Regions from separate parts of the Sus scrofa genome. Here region 1 is linked to region 2. A link is a contact called in public HiChIP or PLAC-seq data. All regions are on one chromosome and are shown on one strand. Each heading gives the region's core, a stretch centred on a gene start, on an enhancer-like site or on the middle of the called end of the contact. The rest is flanking DNA. Distances are from core to core; before and after follow the strand shown.

Region 1 (4,579 bases), core at 570-3,069, 270 kb before region 2:
ATGATATTACCCGCCTCCTCGGTGACCAGAAAGTCAGGGATGCGAGTCAGGAAATACTGGGTCCCTTGGTCAACTAGGAATCTTTTAATTTTTATTTTCTTTATATTTTTACAGCCATAACTGTGGGTATAGAAGGGCTACGAGTCATATTGGAGCTACAGCTGAGGCAGACACCACAGCCACAGAAATACCATATCCAAGCTGCATCTGTGGGCTATGCTGCAGCTTGAGGAAACGTGGGATCCTTAACCTACTGAACGAGGCCAGGACTCACAGAGACGACGTTGGGTCCTTAACCTGCTGAGCTACAAGGGGAACTCTGACAATTATAATCTAAACGTCTTCCCAGTCCACTTTCCCACCATCTCCTCCACCTGGTAAACTCCTGCTCATTCTTAAGTTCTTAACTTCTAAAAATGTATCTCACTAGCCTCCAAGGAGATTGCAAAGATTTTCAGGTACTGGACTTTATCCTTAAATCCCTAGTGGCTAGCATTGGTCATGACACGTCAATGAAAATAAAAAAATCACACACCTGGTTAAGTGTCAAGATGGAATTTGAAATGTCTGTTGCCAAAGATTCATCCACACTTCTTTCATGGGGCCTCCTCTACTTGTAGCTGGCTCTCTCTGTGCTCAGTCCCCAGTTGGTGGCCGCATGTGGGGAAAGGCTGAGGATAATACTTTATGGAAATGATCTATTCAGCAGTTTAGCTGCACTCTCACCCACATGGCTGTACTTAGAGGCACTCCCAGCACATGATTGAGTTTATTTTGCTCCTCTATGGCTTTGATATAAGAGTCAGAGAAACATAAAAGGAAAACGGGTTCAGTAACTAACAGCACAACCAAGGAGAGGAGGGTGCAAGGGGGTCATGAATCTGCAGAATTCTTCTCTCAGAGAAAGACTGTCAGCACAACTCAAAAGCCTTTCCGCACCTCACAGCCTCTCCCTCTTTTGAGACTGAGCCCAGCTGGGTTGGATGGTTTCCTGTAAGTCTTTTAGCAACAAGGGCGTTTAAAGCAAGAAAGAGGAAGAGAAAGTCGGAGAAAGGGGCGAGGGGCCAGGGCTGAGCCTGGCTGGCTTCTGTTCATAATTCAAAATGGATCACTAGACTCAGAGAAGGCAGAGCATCTCCATCTCTCGTTTCTGCTTCTGCTTTTCTCTCTGGGTCCGTGGGGCTAGATTTATCACTAAGACATAACCCAAGAAGGGAAGGGAGACTTTCTATCCTAAATGTCTGAAAAGGAAAAACTTTGAGGAAACAGCCAAGGGAGGGAGAGGAGAGGAAGCTGTGGCTCTAGCATGGGGAGAGGTGGAGGAAGGAGGCGGCACAACCCGTGGAATGGGAGCCGGTGGGCCGGCGCGCTGGCGGGCAGCAGCCACCCGAGCCAAGCCGCCGGCAAATTCGCGGGCGCCAATCTTGGCGCCGGAGGCAGTGCAGCCTCAGGCGCAGCTGGGCCTGGGTCGCACAAGGCCTGGCCCGGGAGGCCCGCGGCCGCGCCCCGGGGGCGGACCGGGGGCGGAGCAGCCCCAGGAGCTGGTCTCTCCCTGCGGGCGGCCCTCAGCCTCCCCGCCTCAACCAGCAGCAGCTACAGAAGATGCCCCACGGCGCCGCCCGCCCAGCTCGGGAGCCGCGGCCAACAGAGCAGCCGTCTGCCCATTGGCGGCAGCGGCGCTGCGTCCCCGCCCCCTCAGCGTCCCCGCCCCCTCCGCCGCCGCCGCCGCTTCCCGGCTCCGCCTCCTCCCCCTCTGGGAGCCGCCTCCGTCGCTGCCGCCGCCACCGCCGCTGCCGGCCAGGGCCCAGCCAGCGCCCGCCGCGCCGGAGTCGAGTCGTAGCCGGAGCCGCTGCCCGCGGCCCCGCCATGAGCGGAAGCGCCGCCGCCGCGGTCGCCGCCGCCGCCGCCTCAGGAGCTGCGGCTGCCGCGCACTTCCAGCCTCAGTCGTCGTCTCCCAGGCCGGGCCCCGCGGAGCTCGGGCCCCCGCGCCGCCCGCGACCCCCACCGCCGCCGCCCCGGCCCGAGCCCGCCGCCGCCGGCCGCCTCAGCCCTCTGGGCCACGGGCCTCTCCGGGCTGGCGCCCAGGGTGGCGGCGCCTGCGGCCGAGCGCCGGGAACAGGTACGGGGTGCAGGAGAGGGCCAGGCGGGGAGGGGCGTGGGTTGGTCCCGGGGTGGCCGGGGCGGGGGGGCAGAGGCGTGTGGTCCAGCCGCCCGGCCCCGCGGTGAGGGTGGAGCGTTGTCCGGGTCAGGTTTGTACTGCTCGGAAGCCCCCGGGAGCCCTGCGTCCCCGCAGCGCCGAGCAGCTCACAAAGCGTTTTCTCACCCAGTGGGGAACCCCCTCCCCTAGGGTGGGCAGGGCAGGACCTCTTTAGGGCTCCGCCGGGCGGAGGAGGAAACTGAGGGTTACTGGGGGAAGTGACTTGCCCAAGGTCACATAGCCGGCAAGAGTCGTAGCCTGGCTGGGACCCAGGACCACTCTGGGCCCGCGTGGGCCCCGAGCAGGGAGCGCTGAGAGGAGGAAGAGCCCCCGTCCCCGGAGAAGCGAAAGAGATTGATCGCGGAGGAGGGGGCGCTAGGCCCGGATTCCAGGCACGCCCACCCAGCCCTTTCTGGGCTGGTTTAGGAGGAAGGATCTGTTGTAGGCTGGGACCAAGGAGCGGGGGCTACCTTGGGGCTTGGTGGCGTCCTGGGGAGCCGTCTTGGGGAGCAGCAGGGGGAGAGACGCCTGTGAGGTTGTACTCCGGGACGAGAGCTTTCTTGAGTGAGTGGGTCAGAGCTTCGGAAACTTCTTATCTCAAGGACCATTTGGTCTCTTGTCAGGCCACCTTCCCCACCCCTGCACGGACTAAACTAATCCAGCTGGAATTAATAGGAGGCAGGCCTGCCCGCTTTTGTGAAGATACCCGTAAGATCCATAAGGTGTCTTTTTCACGAAATGGCCCGAGTTTCGTTCAGGCGCCAAACAAGTGTATGTTTGGCGCTTGTAAGGGCCTTTCTGCCCCAGAAAGCCCAAATGAGGTTTCCCCAGGTGGTCTGGACCTGTCCCACTTGGGGAACCCCCAGAGAAAGAACAGCTATCCCAGGCTTGAAGAGGGAAGGAAGTGAGAGATTGGGACACCCTCCAGCCTGGCATGGAACAGGGCCATGTACGGCATGGGATTCCCGTTTTCTTTCGAGTGGGTTTTTTTTTTTTTAATTTATTTTTATTTTTTTTAACTGTGGAAGCATCTAGGAAAGGGACTTGGGGTTCTAGAGGCAACAGAGAAAGAGCAGTGTTGTGGGCAGTGAAAGTCCTGTGGAGCTAGAAGACAGAAGCTGTAGAATGGGGGAACGGAGAGGTTATTTAGTCATTGTGGGGGAAGGGAGATGAAAGGGTTGCCGAAGGGAGGGGGACAGTGTCTAGTCTAGAGGAAAAAACTGGGCTGTTTCAAAGAGGGAGCCAAAGGTAATGAGCTTGAAAGGAGTCTGTAAGAAGTGGATGGTATCTTACAAGCTTGGTAATAGGTATTGGTCTGCAGTCACTTCATTTTCTTTGAGTAAAGACGGTTATAGGTACTCTTTTTAAATACATGTTTTAGCTTTAATACTCCCCACCCCCATTTTCTTTCTTGTTCTCAGGTTGTAGGCCTATAGTATTGTCTTTTGGAAGTAAGACTTGACAAAAAAGGGAAGGGAAAGACTAATTAGTAAATGCATTAATTAGGGCCCTTTGTCCAAGATGATTCCTTCTTGCTACCCTCCTAGCACCTCAGCTTTCCAGCTGTGGTGGCTCTTGGCAAGGTTCTTTGGGAAAAAGTGCCTGGATTCACACAAGATGGGTTAAATTTTTTTAAAAAAACTGAGAAAAACATATTTGACAGATACACATAAAAACATGAAAATTTACTTGTCAAAGACTTAAAATCAGGAAAATGGAAATTGAAACATCAGTGAGATGTTATTTCACACTCATCAGATTGGCAAAAATTAAGTGCTGTGATAACTAAGTGTTAGGTTGTGGGGAGATCACCCTTTATATACTGCTAGTGGGAATGTAAATGGATACAGCCACTTTGGAGGGTAGTATAGTAATTCCTAGTTGAAGGAGGGCAAACAAACCTATTTACCTGAAGTGTCCAGTTCTGGGCAAACACCCTGAAATCTTTGCATGCTTGTCCAAGAAAATAAGTGCAAAAGAAATATAAGAATGTACATTACCTCTTAAATGTCCACCAACAGGGGAAGACAGAGTAAGTCTTCCCCTATGATGGTCCCACACAATTGAATATTGCAGCACTGAAAAATAAACTATAGCCACATGTATTAAAATGGTTGCATCTTATAAACATAAGATTGGGGTTGGGAGCAAGCAATAAGGATTATTAGAGAGTGTTTCCACTTGCATAAAATCTGAAAACATGCAAAATAATATTGTCTGTGTACATACGTAGTAATGGTATAAAAACATGCAGAGTAACAACTGACACCAGATTCAGAGTAGTGATTATCTCTGGGAAGAGTAGATGAGGAATGGGATTGGTCAGGGTACAGAGAGGGCTTTAGTTATATCTAGTATTCTATTAAAAAAATCTAAATCAAA
Region 2 (4,692 bases), core at 499-2,998:
GAACTGACTTGCTCTGGAGGCAGCATGGTGTAGTTTAAAAATTCAGGCTGCAACCTAGCAGTCTCCCCAGACCCACTTCCCCAAAGGTTCTGGCTGGCTGAAGACAGACTCCTTAGTCTGACTGCTTTTACAAAGACCGCTCATCGAGCGCACCAACGCCCCAGTTTCCAAAATTCCTCATCATCTCACTCCCAACAGGTTTCTCTCATTTATGTCACCTGCATGGCCCCCTGAAGGTTTGGGTTTAGTATAAACACACCCATCTGCCCCGCTAGCACCCTATTCTCCCTTAATTGGAATGTTTTTTTAAGCAAATGAAAAGCCAAGTCTCCTTTCTTCTACCGAATTTCCTACTTCCTTAAACGATTGAAAAGGTCTCTTGCACTCGTTTCCTCCCTCCTACCACCACAATCCTAAACTCTGCACACCGGTAAGGCATTCAGAGGTCAAACTGGTAGCTTACCACGTGCTCCCTTTCCCTCCTTTTTGCTGGAGTTTGCGTGGGGAGAGGCCACGCCACATTTTCTACTCGCCTCTGGGAAGACTGGTCCAGGCTAATCTCAGGTTCTGTTTAGGCAGCACTCCTACCAAAAGCTGTTCCCGTAGGAAGTTGAGCTTCGGAAGTCCTAGCCGCAATACGTTCGACAAATGGCAAAACTCTTCTTCTCTCTCCAGAGCTAGACCATCTTTCCTGCATTCCTTACTCACTCCTCCTTTCCTCCCTCGAACCCAATATTCTGTACATTAAGTGCTGAATTGCACTGCAATTTGTTTGTGTGTCTCAAAAACAATACCACTATTCTTATCTTTTTTTCCGTCTTCCTTCCTGCTAACTGGTCTGTGTTAAGCTCAGCCTTGTCTGTTAACTCTGGCCAACTGCGCCAATGCGGCTGTGCCTCAGAAGCCAGGTTCAAGTCAAAGCAAGTGCTCAATGAAAAGTTCCTGAATTGAACAGGCTTCTTAAGGCTCCTCAGCCTGTCACCTTCTTTTCTTGGCTTTCTGGCTCCGCCTGTACCCAGGAGGGTTCACACACACTCACAGAACAGACTAGGCTTCTCGAGCCCAGGTTTCTGCATGACTGAACTGGGGTCTCGTTTCCTCTTTGACTCCTCAACCTCCCGGTTAGCCAACAACAAGAGTTACACGGAGCTCTCAGACGCACTCCGGACCGAGTTTCCGGACAACCGCTCCCGCCCCGAACGCGCCGGCACTCACCCGGACCCCCCGGCGGCTCGCCGTGCGGCTGGGGCCCAGGAGCGCCTCCGTCCAGGATGGCGAAGGCCTCGTCGTTCTCGATGCCAGCAATCTCGCTCTCCTGCTGCGCCAAGAAGGCCGCGGCCGGGTCCTCCTCGCCGGCCACTCCGTTCCCCAGCGAGGGGCCGGCGGGGGCGCCGAACGGATCTAAATCAGCCATGGCAGGCGTTCAACTGCACAGAAATCGACGCTGAAAGACACACCAACCGACCCGCCGTAACCGCGCCCGGCAGCGGCCGCTGTGGTGGCAACGCGACCGGAGGACAAGCTGGAGGAGGGAGAAGACGGAAGCGGAAACCCTACCCCCATATCCGGTTGATATAGGCAGTGTTGGAGAGCCGAAAAGGTAATAACCAATCAGAGGACAGAAATGGTTCAAGTGCTAACCAATCAGCAGGAGGAGGGGAAGGCCCCCGAATAAAACTCGTGACTCGGGAAGCACCTGCGTGGAAGGCGCTAAGCCCCTCCAGCCCCCGGGAGCCGGAAGTGGTGTGTGTCTGAAGGCAGCCTTGCCTGACCCGCCTTAGGGGCTGGACTGACCCAGGACAGCCACCTCAGAAGGGACGCTCTGTGTTGAACCGGGAAGTGAGGCGAAGTCAGGGCGGTGATGGCTGGCCGATTGCAAAAGAGTCTAGACACTTAGGCTTTTGGGATCTCATTTTCCGCATTTGTAAAATGGGAACAAGAGTCCTGCACTGCCTCCTTCCAGGATTACTGAGAAAACCGAGTCCTTTTATGGCTCTGTTCTGGCTTTCTAAAGAAAAAAAAGTTTGTTAACCCATTCACCCAGGGGTTATTTTGTCCTTTAGAGCTGCCTGACTTAAATGTAATCGCTTCCCATTCATTGTGACTTTTCTCCTCCATAGTATTGTTATAAAACGGAGAATATAACCCCTTTTACAAAGCCTTTCGCATACAGTACTCTTTTCAGAGCTAGGCAGGAATTTCTAGAACTGAAAGATGCCTTAAGGATTATCTGGTTCATAGGGAAACTGAGGCCCCTGCGTGAGAAGACGTGGTTTTCACGGGGAGTCAGTGGCCAAGAGGAAACCCAGGTCTCCTGAGCAACTCCAAATGGTTCTAGCCACAATCTTTTGTATCATACTCCTTTCCCACCTAAGGGAGGCAGGAACTTTACTTTTTTTATTTTTTATTTTATTATTTTATTTTATTTTTTGTCTTTTTGCCTTTTCTAGGCTGCTCCTGTGGCATATGGAGGTTCCTAGGCTAGGGGTCTAATTGGAGCTGTAGCCACCGTCCTACTCCAGAGCCACAGCAACGTGGGATCCGAGCCTCGTCTGCGACCTACACCTCAGCTCACAGCAGCGCTGGATCCTTAACCCGCTGAGCAAGGCGAGGGATGGAACCCTCAACCTCATGGTTCTTAGTCGGGTTCGTTTACCACTGAGCCATGACAGGATTTCTTTAAACTCAGGTGCATGTTCGTAACATGGCTAATTTTGTCTATACCATAGACAAGATAATAGAGTGATTCCAGTTACTCATGCTCATAGGGGGAAGGTTGCTTATGCACTGGCTAACAGAAGGACCTTCTCCACCACCACCCTAAAAAGTCAAAAACAGAGACAAACCTAAAAGCCAGCCAGAGGTCAAAGTTGCCTCCAGAGGTAGTCCACAAAGGAGAAGAAAGCGGTTTTTGAAAGTAATCATGTATCTTTGTTGACACAAAAGGGTAATTATTTTCTTACAGTATGTACTTACTTTTAAAGTCATTTCAAGTATGGAGTGTAGGAAAGTTTTGAAGAAAAACACATAAGAAACTAAAAACTTTAGGGCCTGCAACTGACTCAGTTACCTCCTCTCCTTGTTTTAATGCTCATTCTAACAAATTGGCAACAATGCATGAAGTAATTTCACATTCACCTTCTCCTTAAAACAACCTATCCTATTCCTGTTAGGAGGATAAGGGACAGTGACTCCCATGCGAGGGTCCAAGGAAGATAACTTTTGGTTGCTCACTAGAGTAGCAGCTAAGTGACAGCATTCTCTCCAGGGCAGATGCCTCACTCTGGAGAAGCTTCCTGAGAGTCACCAGGAGGAGGCACCACCTGTCATCATCCAAAATTAGCAAAATTCCCAACACTCAAAATTGGGAAAATCATCTGAGGTGTTTAGGGATGATGATGTCACAGAGGATGTAGCTTGGAGCTCAGTTATGGAATATGGGTAAGATTTAGAAGAGTCACTTGTAGTGGCCTGCTATTACTGTTGTGCAGAGTTTCACAGCTTGGCATGTTTGGAGGAGGGAGAGTAAATTAGTTTGAGGTTCTTATGAAGAGGAATAATTAAAGGTAGATCTGGAGGCAGGAGTTCCCATCATGGCTCAGTGGAAACGAATCTGACTAGTATTCATGAGGATGCAAATTCGATCCCTGGCCTTGCTCTGTGGGTTAATGATCCAGCATTGCCGCGAGCTGTGGTGTAGGTCGCAGATGTGGCTCGGATCTGGTGTTGCTGTGGCTGTGGCATAGGCCAGAGGCTACAGCTCCAATTCAAAGTTCCCACCCTCTAAACCCCAAAAGGATCTGATACAGGAGCAGGGCAGTGAGAAATGCATACAAATTACTGTAAGAGAGGGGCAGATGGTGATGGGGTAGGGGTGTGGAGAGGGCAGAGAGCAAGCAAAGAACTGAAAACATGGAAGGGAGGCAGGTCATATGTGCGTATATAGAAATAGTTTCATACAGGAAAGTTCTTTCTCCGTGTCTTGTCTCACCACGTAGACCTTGAGGTGAGGGCAGGGGCCATGTCTGCCTTGCTCATCTTTGTATGCTCAGGATCTAGCATTATGCCTGGCACGTAGCAGGTGTTCAGTAAATATGTGTTGATGGAATGGAGTAGCATTTGAGACGGATCTCAAAGAAGTGTTGAGTGAGACGATGAAGAGGGAGAAAGTCCGGGGATGGTGCTGTGCTCTGAGAAGTAATTTGGCCAGATGATGGAAGGTCGGGAAAGTAAATGGATACAGCTGAAGAAAGCGCGTTGGCATCAAATCACGGAGGGCTTAGTGCCCAGGTGAGAAGCATAACCACATTTGCAGAGGAGGAGCCTTTGAAGGACTTTGGGGAGCCAAGGACTTGGTCAGAACCCTGTTCTGGAACAATCTTCGGGCAGCTCAGGCAGCATAGCCCAGGAGAGGGTTCTGAAAGCAGGAAGGACAGTTAGGAAAGACTGCTGCAGTGGCTCAGAGGGAGATGTGGGGCACCAAGGATGATCATCTAGGCCTCAGGTGGGAGGAGAATAATGGAGGTACTATAATTAGTACTTGGTAAATGATAGCATTTGGAAGGCAGAGAGAGGGAGGGAGAGAGGGAAAGAGGAGATTCAAGATAACATTTATAGCTTGGAAAACCCTGGACAGAAATAGCCACAACAGGAAAATCTGGTTGTGTGGAACGGGGAAGGAGATGAGACATA

The links. HiChIP or PLAC-seq counts read pairs in DNA pulled down with a chosen protein or histone mark.
Region 1: a contact with region 2 is called in an H3K27ac HiChIP or PLAC-seq map of alveolar macrophages. The contact joins the promoter of RNF38 here to the promoter of CLTA in region 2. A contact is called at or near these places in 1 of 5 promoter capture datasets (liver) and 1 of 2 datasets of contacts at active chromatin or transcription factors (alveolar macrophages).

What each region holds. Positions count from the first base shown.
Region 1 is chr1:237,237,551-237,242,129 of Sscrofa11.1, reverse strand. It overlaps RNF38 (E3 ubiquitin-protein ligase RNF38), which reads left to right and starts at 1,819. Exons shown (of 13, transcript XM_013993658.2): 1 at 1,819-2,119. The coding sequence starts at 1,867.
Region 2 is chr1:236,968,373-236,973,064 of Sscrofa11.1, reverse strand. It overlaps CLTA (clathrin light chain A), which reads right to left and starts at 1,748. Exons shown (of 5, transcript XM_021066021.1): 1 at 1,216-1,748. The coding sequence starts at 1,414.